Linked DNA regions of Sus scrofa: region 1 is linked to region 2. Evidence: chromatin contacts called from public Hi-C data. All regions are on one chromosome and are shown on one strand. The core of a region is the stretch at or near the end of the contact, and the rest is flanking DNA. Distances in the headings are between cores, read along the strand shown.

Region 1 (7,289 bases), core at 735-3,234, 210 kb before region 2:
AGCAATTTCAGCGTCCCAGGATAGCAGCAGCACCCCTAGGTTTCTGACAATTGTTAGTTTAAGAAAGGTGTCTGTGAAGGAAATGTCAGTGAGACTCTCCCCTCACCCAGGGCTGCATCCAACCTCAGGGGTCTATTTTACTTGGACTGAGTTTGCTGATGTTCTGTGACAACCAGTTCCGGATGTTTTATAAACAATTAACTTGACAGTTTGATGGACGAGGGTAACATTTGGGTATCATCTGTACTGCAATGAAAGACAGATGATTATTTTTGACAGAAACAATCACTGGCAATGAGGAAATGGAGAAGCCAGAGCCCTGAGGCTCACACTGCCTTAAGATGTGGGGCCAAGTCAAAACCCATTTGAGAGGAGGCCCAGCAGCCTGGGTGACAGTCCTGATCTGGCTGGACATTGAATGGAGCTTCAGGGCATATAACATACTTTAGAAATGCCTGTGTTGGCAGCTACCAATCTCAGTGAAAGAGAAGGGAAGGCACGTTTTGTTGCAGTGATTATAAAGTCAACAGGCCAGCCTGGGACCTAGGATTTACTTTGACTCACACTTTTTCTTATTTAATTTTTGTGTCCTGTTACATTCTTTAATCAGTTTTTAAATGCATGTGTGATTCATGTCATCCATTAAAAACATACAGATTGGTGGTTTTTAGTACATTCTGATGTGTGCAACCATCACTACTAACTAGTTACAGGATGTTTGCATCATCCCCAAAGGAAACTGTACTCAGCAGTCATTCCCTACTTCAGCTTCTGGTATCCTCTAATCTACTCTTGTCTCTATGGATTTGCCTATTTCAGACGCTTCTTATAAATGGAATCATACAATATATGTGGTCCTTTGTCTGGATTTCACTTTAATATTTTTGAGGCTCATTTATGTTGTAGTATATATCAGTACTTAATTTTTTCGTGGCCAAATAATATTCTAGTGTATGGATATACCACTCATTCATCAGTTGATGGAAATTTGGGTTATTTCTACTCTTTAGGCTCTTAACAGATAATGTTGTTATGGATATCCATGTGCAAGTTTTTTGTGTTGACATATGTTTTCAATCTTCTTGGGTATATACCTAGGGGAGAAATTGCTATGTGTATGGTTAACTCTACCTGTAACTTTTGGAGAAACCATAACTTAGACTTTTTAATGAACCAGGTGAGCATTGGTTACCTCCTCATCTTTGTAAAACTCTGTGAATTCTTTGGGAAGAGTGTGGGTCCTGGTAGAAAAATGTGTAGACTAGGTGTTTGGAGGAATAATATGAGTGGGAGTTGCTCCTTCAGATGTCCAAATCTCTAACAGCAGCAGAGGTTTTACTTTAGAAGCAAAGCAGAATGCTTTGGCTAAGGACAGGCACTTCTGCTATTAGCCAGGACTGCCAGTGGGGATGAAGCCAATGATTGACAACTGGGATGACTGATTTTCCTATTTTGTATTATATCAGGTCATCCAAAGAAATATAGTCCCATCTACTATGTATGCAGCCCACTGTGAGCCTGCTGTCAAGGGCATACATGGTCTTGACTCTCCATAGGTTAACTCAAGGAGCAAGGCACATATGTCAAGCAAAAATTTTTGACCAGATATTAAATTGTGTTATAGATGACAGGCTTTCAAGGGAAAAGAGCATTCATTGTGGGCTGTGAAGATATGTGCCCATCCCCCTTATCCCCCATCACAGAATCTCCAGGGAAAGTGATGCAAGGCCAAACTGGCTCTTGTTGAACATACGTAATTCATCTTAGGATAGAATATCCATCTATTTTGCCTCCCTTCCCCCCCCCCAGGCATTGTCTGGCACAAAAGTCAAAGACTCATGGACCTTGCTGGCACAGTGATAGGATTTGTTTTGGTCACATGGTAATTCTGAACAAAAGGGCCTGAAAGACATATGGACCTTGTTCCAATGTCCTATGAAGAGTAGTGAGTCACCTGGGCAAGTCATTGAAGCTTCTAGATTCTGACCATAGAAAATAGTGGGTCTTTCTGGACACCAGATGCTTCTGTGATTTGATTTCTTTCTGGTGCATGACTCATGTGGAATGATTTTAAAAATTGCTGTGAATAGTCTTTTCTGCAGCTGAATCTGGGTACATGGAGATGAAGCTGAATCAGTATGTTTTCCATACTTAATTCAATTCAGCACAGCAGGATCTGGATGAGGCAAGAAATCAGGAAGTAAAGGAACCAAGGTGAATGTGAGAAAGGAAAGTTCTGGTTCAGTTTAAAGTTAAACCAACACTGGGGGTAGACAAGGTATTATGCTAGTCATAGTCTTATTTCTGAATCAGAAGCGTAGACATGGTGGATAAGAGAAATAAGAGGCATTTGAGCTGCATAGGGAAGTTTTAAGGGTCATATTTGAATTTCTTAGAAATCGGTGTTCCTCTCATCTCCCTAAAGACCCTGAAGAGTGAAGATCTGGTCTTATCGTCACCACTGATCAATTTAATACTCTATTAACACTAATATAGCTGTTTTATAAAAAATGAAAAAAAAATGAACCCCTTTGTTCATTGGAGCACTACTCACAATAGCCAAGACATGGAAACAACCTAAATGTCCTAAACAGATGAACAGATTAAGAAGATGTGGCACATATACACAATGGAATATTACACAGCCCTAAAAAAGAACAAAACAATGTCATTAGCAGCAACATGGATGCAACTAGAGATTATCATACTAAATGAAGTCAGAAAGAGAAAGACAAATACCATACAATATCACTTATATGTGGAATCTAAAATATGGCACAAATGAACCTATCTACAAAACAGAAACAGAGTCACAGACATGGAGAACAGACTTGTGGTTACCAAGGGGAAGCGGGGAGGGAGTGGGATGGACTGGGAGTTTGGGGCTGATGGATGCAAACTATTACATTTAGATTGGATAAGCAATGAGGACCTACTGTACAGCCCAAGGAACTATACTCAATCTCCTGGGATAGAACAGTATGAGAAAAAGAATGTACATATGTGTGACTGAGTGACTGTGCTGTACAGCAGAAATTGACACAACACTGTAAATAAACTATAATAAAAATAAAATTATACCAGAGTTCTTCAGATTTAATAACACACAATAATTTAGAGTAGATACACTCAATACCAGTGTTCAAGGCCAGATACATATAGCATAGGAAATATCTTTCTAGGTTGATCGAATCCAACACACTTGAAAACAAGTACAAACCTCTGAGACGGGCACAGTCATAGCTATTAGATCATAGAGACTCCACGTGGGGTGGCCATGTGGAACCCCATCGAACATTTGGAAAGGTCTTTGGAAACCAAGCATAAGCGGTAATATTTTATAAGGGCTTATTACGTATACCAGGCATTATTTTCAGTATTTCACATGTATTAGTTCCTTTAATTCTCAAAACAACCCAATGGGCATGGTGACTGAAAGTTACTCTTAAATATTTCAGAAAAAAAAATATTAGGGAGGGAAAGAAGGACAGAGAAAGATAAACAAATGGGGAAAATATTACAAAGGTGTGATGTGTATAACAAACAATAGGATTTCTTTGTACTATTCCAGCAACTTTTCTGTAGGTGTGAAATTATATCAAAGTAAACGTTTACCAAAAGCACCCTTGTGAAGATCTTATTATTTTCATTTTAGAGAAGAGAAAAGCGAGGCACAGAGAGGTTAACTAACTTGCTTTGAGCCACTTGATACTAAGAGGTGGAGCCAGGATTCCAGATTGTTGTTTAGGGAAATTGACAAGATGAGATAGATAGAGTGATAGAAATACTATTAGTTTTTCAAGTGAATATTTTGTTCTTTGTTGCTCCAGAAGCATAATTTTGATCTCAGCTCAGCATTTGGATACTTGGGCAACCTGAACAGAGGTGCAAGACAGGAGTAGGGAGGGATGTAAGAAATTGAGGATGGTCTGTGCATGGCCATTGGCCCATATATTGTTAACTGCTTGTGAAGAGATAAATATAGCAAGTGAGGGTAAAAATTTAGAAACTCTGAGAGCAATCTGACATTGCTGTGATATCCAAACATTATCATTTATCTGGTAATTCTTTTTTTTTTTTTTTTTTTTTTTTGTCTTTTTGTCTTTTGTTGTTGTTGTTGTTGCTATTTCTTGGGCCGCTCCCGCGGCATATGGAGGTTCCCAGGCTAGGGGTTGAATCGGAGCTGTAGCCACCGGCCTACGCCAGAGCCATAGCAACGCGGGATCCGAGCCGCGTCTGCAACCTACACCACAGCTCACGGCAACGCCAGATCGTTAACCCACTGAGCAAGGGCAGGGACTGAACCCGCAACCTCATGGTTCGTAGTCGGATTCGTTAACCACTGCGCCACGACGGGAACTCCTGGTAATTCTTTTTTTTCTTTTTACTCATTAATTAAAACATTTATTGAGGGCCTACTGCCTGTTTAGTATTGGCTGAGACTTAAATTTGTAAAAGACGAAGTTAGATAACTACATAAGATCCCATCTCAAATATAATAGCAGCTTCGAATATAGCATATCAAGGTTTTTCTTTAAAAAATTTTAATGTGTGTTTTTTTAGTTGAGATATAATTGACATATAATGTTAGTTTCAAGTGTAGAACATAATCATTCAATATCTGTACATATTGTGAAATGATCACTACCAAAAGTCTTCTATTACCACATATATTACGATTAAATTTTCTTTTTTTTTTGGCCTTTTTGTCATTTTAGGGCCGCACCTGTGGCATATGGAGGTTCCCAGGCTAGGGGGTCTAATTGGAGCTATAGCCGTAGGCCTATGCCACAGCCACAGTAATATCAGATCCGAGCCTCGTCTGCAACCTACACCACAGCTTACAGCAACGCTGGATTCTTAACCCACCAAGAGAGGCCAGGGATTGAACCTGCAACCTCATGGTTCCTAGTCAGATTCGTTTCCCCTGCACCATGATGGGAACTCCCACAATTAAATTTTTTTAATTGAAGTACAGTCGATGTACAATATTATGTTAGTTTCAGGTATTCAATACAGTGATTCAATATTTTATGGATTATATTCTATTTGAAGTTATTACAAAGTAGTGGCTATGTTTCCCTGTGCTATAGAATATATTTTTGTTGCTTATTTACTTTATGCATAGTAGTTTGTATTTCTTAAACTCATGCCTCTATTTTGCTCTTCCCCCTTCCCATTCCCAACTGGTAACCTCTGGTTTGTTCTCACAATTTTTTGTGTGTGTGATGGGAACTTTTAAGATCTTTTCTCATAGTAACTTTCAAAGACAAAATACAGTATTATGAACTATGGTATTTATTTTTGTTATATTTCATAAAGGATCCCCAACAGATTAGAGGACAGGGTGAAGGAAGGAAAAACTTTGCTCCTTCATTATAGATCGCTGTAAAGCACTGGTCAAGTCATGTTCTCTATCTTGACAGGTGACAAAACCAGGCTCAAGGAAGTGAAACACTTTCGAAGTCTCATAATTAGTCAGTGGGAGGGCAGGAACTAGGACCGAGTCCTCTGATTTCAGCCCTGGTACCTTGTACATCTGCACATCTCCTAGGGATGTCATTCTTTTGTACCTTCACACAGCCTCGGCAGCTGTAAGGACAGCCCAAGACCTGCTCTCCTCTATCTTCAAGTTGCCTCTGGACACCAGAATTGGAGGCACAACTCAGCTAAAGACTGCCCATATCGGTCTTTGGGGGAATTTAGGCTCTGGGCTTAGAGAAAGGGAAGAGCCCTCTGAAAACATTGCTGCTGAAATCTGATCATTCCCTGCCTCCACTACTCATTGGCTGTTATTACATAGAAAAGATTGATTGCTGGTGAGAATAAATGGGAATCCAGGTTATTAGGAATACTTCTCAAGGATATAGCACCTTTTTAATCCCCAAAAGTTAATATATTGTCCAGCTGTGCCAGAGGCATGTGGTTGCGGGGGGTAGAAGTCAATTGGCATCCTAAATGGAACAAATGGAAAATTTTGGCTGTGGAAACCAAAGAGAATTCTTCACCTTAATTAAGAAAGAACTCTGCAATATTGAAAGTCTAGGTAGAGGAAGCCAGACCTGGTTTCTGACTTCATTAAAATGAACCCTGCTTAATTAAAACTTAGTTAACACAAATTGCAAAGAAGCAAGACTCATACCCTTTGAAACTGGTCCAGGTTAGGAATTAAAACCCAGTCGTTCATCTCCTGTCCTTGAAAGCCATCTTCCACCTTCTTAGTTTATAGATAACAAGCCTGATCTGCTTCCTAAGTTACCTGTCTCCCTAGGGGAAGTGGAGTCTGGTGTTTCTGAAATATTACATTTAGAGGGAAATTTTTAAAGTTCTCTAATCCAGTAAATACGGAGCTTCACATCAACTAAGAGCTTGTTTAGGATCATTCTTGCTGACTGGCTGCTTGCAAAAGTCAAATCGGTAAACTATGCAGGACAAAATGTTACTCAGGTTGGGCAACTTCACATTAATGAAATGTAAATAAAGCAAGAGAAAGGGAAATTTTAGAAATCCAAATAAACACGCTTCATGTGATTTGTCTTTCCACTCAGTTTCTGATTCTCTTTCCTCCATAGTCATGTGGTCATGTCTCAAGTGCCTTATAGTGATAACCCTGAATGTTCCACATTTCAGCAAGATACAACCATTTCTCGCTGTGTTCTTGTTTACTATTTTCATTAGAAACATGAAAGCCACATTAGCTAGATGGAAATTCTGGAGGGATTTAGGAAGAAAAGATCAATTGTTTGACAACCAACACGGAAATCCTGTGTGATTAAATACATTCTTATAAGTGAAAGCAAGAATATTGCACATTGAATTGTTAACTGTAATGTTAGGACGGGAAATGATTGGGCAGGGGACCTGAAATTGGGCAGGGGAGTTGCATTTCAATCCAAAATCTGAAAAATCTTGGATAACAAAGCAGAGATCAAGAGACGTGTGAGAGCTGACTTTTTCTGTTACTGGGATTGTTTTGTTCTTGGCTTAAGAAAATAGATCTGGGATAATCTAGTTTTTATAAACTCCTGCAAATGAAGTGACTTTGGTTATGTTGCCATTGTTGAAAGGGAATGGCCCTTCTCTGTAACCTTGATATGCAATTCAAATTTAGAAAATGGAATTTGTTTGTCTTTCAGTACTGACCAGCTAGAGACACCATTAGCCAAAGCCTATACGTCTGTCAGAAAAATCACTTCTCTCCTGGTAAAGTCCCCTCTGTCTCAGGATCATGTGAGATTCACCACATAACGCTCAGAAAACATGAGATCATCTTTACATAATGAGAATGA
Region 2 (6,870 bases), core at 2,422-4,921:
ACAGAACGAAGGGTGGGGGAAAAAAATGTATACATGTAAGAATAACTTGATCCCCATGCTGTACAGTGGGAAAAAAGAAAAAACGAAAAAAAAAAAGAAGCCTCTTCTGAGACATACTTTGGGGTTAGACTCAACCCTTGGGGGAGGCTGGAGACCATTTTTGAGTTTCTGCAATATAATCTCCCTAAGAGGCAGCTTACTATGAATCCTCTGGACAAAGAAGAGGCTTCTTTCCTGATGTAGAGCCACTCGTCCACAGGGAAAGAATAGCTTCTGAGCTAGTGTCCAGGGTTTGCTCTTTTGAACAGCAAACACAGTTATGTGACCACTCATGGCTTCTCTTCTGGCCCACACGGGCCATGGACGTCTGACGTAGAGGTCACCTGGGTGGATTAGATTCATGGCTGGGATTCACCTTGGCCTCTGGGAAGATGGCACTGCACCACCAGGTACCTGGGCTGCTGAGGACAGAGCCGGGTCGGTCCATCAATAATATTTCCCAAGCCCCTGCTGTTGCCAGGCACTCTGCGGGACTGCTTGTTTTGGGAATTAACTTTTAGAAGAGTTACTGTATTGCAGCCCTATGACGGACTGTGACGCCAGGCAGATTTATTTTCTATCTCTGGCACTTATCTATACACTCAGTCTGGTTATAACATTTTCTGGAGGATTCAGAAGACACCTGTTATAACACATCTCCCGTCCACCTGTAGCTTTTATGAAGTTCTCTCTTTAAGGGGGACTGACCAGGCTTATTGGCAGGAGTCTGGGGTACAACTAATTATATCTTGTGACATTGTGGATGCAACAAATTCATTCTAACGGATGAGGTCTGGATATGTGCAAGCCCCTTTCCTTTTGAACCAAAGTGATAGTGGCAGGGATCACTTAGTCAAAAGGATCATCCCATCAGAGACGATGAGTTTGGGAGCCCTAAGAGTCAGGGAAGCAGTCAGTATGCTCTCTACGTCCTCACTGTGGTCCAGGCTCTGGATGGAGAAACGCTGAAGTTGCTTGCACTTAGCCAGGCTTTGGAGGAAATGCTTCTTTCTCCCTCATCCTCACAAGAGTGCCTCGCCATGAGCCTCTGACAGCAGCTCTGGCGAAAGTGTCCAGAGCCAGGAGCCTCCTATTGCGCCCTTGATTCTGACCTCTCCTCCCAGAGTCTTCAGAGCAGACTGGTTGGTAAGTGTCAGACCACTTCTCTCCCTCCCAGTCTGAGTCAAGGGGATGCCGATGCTGCCCCCTCCAAGGGGGAAGCAGAGCTACAATTTCATCATGTGTTTCATTCATTATGCCTACCAAACATTTCTTGAGCCAGTCCTGGGTGTCAGCCAGTCGCTTTGGAACCCACCTGGTGGCCTGGCAGCCCAGATGCTGAATATGCCCTCTAGGAAAGGCACTAACATGATGAGGGCAGGAAAGCCGGATCAGGCCCTGGGACATCAGGTGGTAGGGCAAAGGTCAAGGAAGGCATCCTCAGTGCAAGGGTTCAAGTGGTATCCAGGAAATTGAAGGGTGGCTGTTGGATATGGGCAGAAACACCAGGGAGCTCCCAGGGGCCTATGATCATAGCAACCAAGAAAGCTGCTCTGCACCTGCTCCTCCAACAAGCTGCTGCACACATACTCTACCCCACCCTAGTGCCCGGCTTGCCTGGGTCTGAGTCTGAGGCAGACTCAGAGCAGACACTTCTGGCAGAAGCAGCCCAGAAGGAGATCCAAATGCTTAGACCCTGTGGTTCATTCTCTGAGGTTAGCAAGGAGATTGCAAGAGCCCTGACACCTGGGCCTTGCCCTGGACATTCTCTGTCTGTGGGAGTCCCATGGGTCTCCTCCTCGTACCTAGGTGGCGGAGCCTCCAGGGACAGGAGCCAGTGCCCCAGAACCTCCTCCCCCTTACCCGAGAAGTTGTGCCGAAGCCTCCCTGTGGTTCATCCCATCACATGTAGTATGAAACTGCATCTCACTGGGCACCATTGCATCAGGGCCTGGCTATGGCGGTTCCTCCTTACCTCCTCCTTGCTGTCTATCCTTAGGTTACAAGAAGGTGAGGCTGGGATTTTTGAAATCTTAACTCCTCCCATTTCATAGATGTTCATAGTGATTTTTTTTTTTAAACCGTAGGAATGTTTATAAGACAGATTAAGCCTTATAAAGGGTTAATAGACTGAAACCGCTAAATCATCCAATACTCAGGAGTCTGGTACCAAACATGGAAATAAAAAGACCCTGAGCTGATTATGACATTCAAGTAATAAATCACTTTGATCAGAAAAAGATTCAAGAAATGCAGCTAAAAGTCTGTCTCCCCAGCCACATGGCTTTGATCTCTGGAAAAGTGGCTATTCCTGCAGACAGCAATTCATGGGTCTTGATTAGCCTATTCAAACTGGTGACTGTGATTTCACCATGGATACAGCACAATAAAATCAGTAAGTGTTGGCTGGGCTTTAAATAGCTGTCTTTTCAGAGAAAACCTAGTTGCACAAGGGAAAGGTGGCTGTGCCAGCCTAGAGACAACTGTTTACATTGTACTAACCCTCCAGTCTAGGGGGAAATCTTGTTCAAGGCATCAGGAAGAAACAAGTGATTCTAGCTTTAACTAAGATCCCTTTAGTTGGCAGCAGCAAATCAGCACAAATGAGGACAAGCATCCCAGATTGAGAGGTTTCCTCTTTCTGCCCCTGAAATGCCACCAACCAGGCTATGAGCACCTATCTCCTAAACTGGGGCCTCTGGCTTCCAGGGTGGTTGGCTTGATTTGATAGAAGTTCAAACCCCTAAACCCACTTCTTCATTTAAATTGCTGATACTTGTCTTATATTTCTAGGCAGGCAGCTGAAATTTCCCCATGATTCTCTTTTGCACCTTTTGGCCAATAAATGTAAACACAGCACCAGTCAAGTGTTGAGTCCACAGAATTTGCAGTGGGGCCAGCAGAGACAGGTTTGATGGGGAACACGTGTGGACACAGGCCCCAGTCTTCTTGGGACAGTCCTGCTTTATGCCTATCATTTTGGAGTCCCACCTTGCCTGCATTTACACCTTCAGCGTTTCTGGCTTGGATGATGCATTATGGAGCCACCCTGAGGAGAACCATTTCCCCAGCCCCAGGTATTATTGGAAATAATTGATGTGCATAGGCCCTTTTGTTTGGATGAAGAATGAGGTTTTGCTTAGGCAGGTGGACTTGAGGGAGGCCGAGAAAAGGGGCTTACTCTTGGCTCTGCTCTCTCCACAGGAATCACAGACTAAGTCACAGGCTGAAGGAGCCCCACTGATGAGGGTCTTATGAGATTTGGGGAGGGCAGTCTTCACATTTTTCTGGTGACACGGCATCTGTGGTGCTGCAGCAGAGTGGCTGAGAAGCAAGCTCCCTTCCTCCTAGAGCTTGGCCAGAGAATGTACCCACTTGTTCCTGGAATAGTCAGGACTTCCAGCAGTCACCAGAGCGCCTTCACCAGAAGGTAAGATGCCTGAGATTGTGTTTAACTTACTGGATAAGCTTTAAACTTGTGCTCAAGGATTGGTTTCGAGATCCAGATCAGCATCCTTCTTCTGGAGACTTCTTGGGCCAAAAAATAAGGGATGCTTGTCCTCAGCTGCCATGTTGGGTCTGGATGGCCTCCAGGGGAGTCATTTTCCCTATTTAACCACACACTCCCTGCACAGATGGTATTTGTGCTCAGGAGATGACTCACTCCTTGTCAGCATACCTTTCTATATTAAATATCAGTTCAAACTCACTGGGTTTCTGAGTAAGTTAGGTGGCACTAGAAGAACTCTTCTTTTCTGGGAGCTGTGTAGATTTGGAATTCACTCACAAGATCCACTCTCTACAGAGTATGAGAGACTTTTTGAGACTTCTCTATTTAAGATCTGGGTTTAAAGTCCAACTCTCTAACTTAATCAGCCACATTGTCTTGAGATTTTTATTATCTCTGTGCCTGAATTTAATCACTTATAAATGAGAACAATGCTATCAACCTCATAGAGCTGCTGGGAAGATGAAGTGAAGTCATGGCACAGAGAAAATTTGAAGCAAATATTTTTTGAATGAATAAATGACCAAAGTAATAATAGAAATGTGAAAAATTTTCAACCCGGCCATTGTATGTTCTAAGTTCTTGCCATCTTACAGTTAAGTGAAGGAATTGGGATGCAAACCGGTGTCTCATGGGCACCCAAGATAATGCTCATAACTTTTACCTGCACTGCCTCTTTTATACTTTTGTCACCAGAGACTCCTTGGGAAAGAACAAGCAGCTTCTTTAACTGTGGATCCCTTTAACTCTAGTGTAATGAGTTTCCTATGTTTTTATACCTTACTGAGTTTAATAGGAAAAATACTCCTATGCCATGTGTTGATATGAACAAAGATTTTGGTGTCTGCACTAAGTAATCAATACCAAATATTGGGATCAAGTCCCCAGCATCTGCTACCTGTTACTCTGAGCAGAGAATGTGTTAAGCTTATGCCGCAGAAATAATTTCATTGACGTGGAGACAGAAACCAGTTTTTTGCTACTTGCTTTGTGGCTGGTGAAAAACAAAGTACATAATGACTTGACTCTACACCTGTGGCAAATAGTGGTCCTCCCTCTCCAGTTGCTGGAAAGGGCTTCCCTTTTCTTGGGCACAGTGTTTCCCTGGCTTCTGATAGCCTCAGTGACTTTGAATTCATCTTCTGTCACTATGAAAGTGTGCACAAGCATTTGCTCAGAACTGTGTTAGATTCTGTGTGGTTGCTTCCAGAGGTAGTAATCCTGGCCTTTGCTGAAAAAATCAAGATAGGAACTATTATCTATTACGAGGTTGCTACATTCTTAGGGCTATAGTAGTTGCTTCATATATTGTTACAGTTAGGGTAGGCTAGTTTATGCTTTGTTAACAAACAACCCCCAAATCTCAATAGCAAACAATACCTTTACTTCTCAATCTTATGAATGTCCCATGCAGGTTGGCCGGGGATCTCTGCTCCATATTTCTTCATACTTCAACCTGGAATAAAAGAGCTTCCACCTGCTCCATCTATGGCATTCCTGGTTGCCATGCAAGAAGGGAGCACAGCAGTGTCTTACACTGGCTAGTAAACGCTTCTGCATAGAACAACACAGAGTACTTCTGCTCTTAATTCATTGGCCAAAGCAAGTCCCATGGAAAAATCCAACTTCAAGGGACTAGGGAAATGCAGTCTTCCATGTGCCACAAAGGAGGGAGTAAGCATTGTTAGTCAGGTGCTCAAATGACCACCGCACTTTCAAGATCTATCTTAAACCTCAGGACAGCTCAGTGAGGAGGGTCTATTATCTTTCCCATGTTCTAGATGGAGATACTAAGAAAGGTTAAGTAACTTTCCCAAGGTCACACAGCTAATGAATAGAAGGACAAGATTTGAACAGAAACTTGGGGCAAAGGAGGATCTTCTACAGGACCCCCGGGCATGTGGGGCAGGGTCCTTATGGATTCATTCCTTTCAGCCACTCTTGAGCTTCCCTGCCTTTGGTTCTCTTTCTGTATTATCTTAGTTCTAAGTCACAGCTGAAATATACAATTCCTAGACATCTTTAAACCATCTGAACTTGAACGACACACTCAGGCTTCACAATACCTTGTACAAGTCAGTTGTGGTGAGACAAGCTGGGGAATGGAGTCCAAGATCAGTGGATCCCTGTGCTGGAAGGAACCTTAGAATGTCCTCTCCAGCTACTTCATTTTATAGGTGAGAAGGTCTTGCCTCTTATGCAAAAACCCATGACCTGGCTTGTAATTCCAGTGTGTGGATTGGTGGACTTAGTATAGATATTTCTATGCATGATCTTGTATTTTGAAAAAGAAGAAGCATGGAGTGTAGCCCTGGTGGTCTGGCTATGATGTGCTTGAACTTGAGGGAGCAGAAACTGGGGATTAGGCCTTAGTGCTGGGGTTATGTCCCCAGAGCCTGAGATTTCACAGAATCCCACCTCTCGAATTCTTGCATACATTGTCAGAAAGTCTCCGGAACTTTCTAAACTTTGCCATCTTGAGTTCTTAAAGAAAACACTAATTGTATGTTTTGAAATCCAGAAAAGGAAAGGGGATGAGGGACACTGAGATCAGCCATTGCAGCCCTGGCTAAGCCTCCTCTGGCACAGGCCCCAGGGGTGAGCTTGCCTCTGTGGATTCCTGGTCGGGAAGCACCACCCTAGTTTATTTTCAGAGGTGGAAACTCAAGCAACAATTATCTCCTGTCACAGCAAATTAAAAGCCCAGGCTCACCCATCCCAGGAGCAGGGTGAGCGCAGCCGGTGGCCAGCAAAGGGCAGTAATGACAGGCCGAGGTTGGTGCATTTCCTTTAAAGGCATGAGCCACTCATGAAACACACAAAGTAAACAGAGACATAAAAGTCCATGGAAGAGGCCCACAAGTGAGAGGAAGAATCTTTGCCAAGATCAGAGCGTATTTTGATTCTGTGGGGGAATTTTGGATTGTGGCAGCAAGAAGTGCTCAACGGGAGATGAGTTTGGGTCTGTGCTTAAGATAATATGGGAGCTATTGTGCATGACACTGCAGAGGCAGGGGTGAGTGGCCCTGCCTTTCTGTCTGTCTCTCTCTCTCTCTCTCTCTCTCTCTCTCTCACACACACACACACATACACGTACACACATGCACACACACCCTCATTACTGTGGCCTTGAGAGCATGGATCCCTTCACTCACTCCTATCAGAGTTTTCATTCCCACCGGGACTCCTGACTACCTTCCCAGGGGCAGGGCAGCCTGGCCTTGCTGACCAGCCTTTCTGCCTGAAATACCTCTCCTTTCTGATATTCTGTGCCTGCTTTATTGCCAAGAACTTAAGTAAAAGTCAGCTCTTTCAGGCAGTCC

What was found. A called contact is a pair of places that touch in the nucleus more often than the background predicts.
Region 1: a Hi-C map of fibroblasts shows a contact between it and region 2, with 2.4 times the contacts expected there. The contact joins two enhancer-like sites. A contact is called at or near these places in 1 of 47 Hi-C or Micro-C datasets (fibroblasts) and 1 of 2 datasets of contacts at active chromatin or transcription factors (alveolar macrophages).

The regions. Positions count from the first base shown.
Region 1 is chr3:102,624,041-102,631,329 of Sscrofa11.1, reverse strand. No RefSeq gene overlaps it. Among named protein-coding and RNA genes, the nearest start is that of CDC42EP3, 89 kb to the right of the region's middle. Within about 2 kb of position 1,984, at least 3 of the 83 cell types and tissues checked have an H3K27ac peak or open chromatin away from gene starts, as enhancers often do.
Region 2 is chr3:102,420,407-102,427,276 of Sscrofa11.1, reverse strand. No RefSeq gene overlaps it. Among named protein-coding and RNA genes, the nearest start is that of CDC42EP3, 120 kb to the left of the region's middle. Within about 2 kb of position 3,671, at least 13 of the 83 cell types and tissues checked have an H3K27ac peak or open chromatin away from gene starts, as enhancers often do.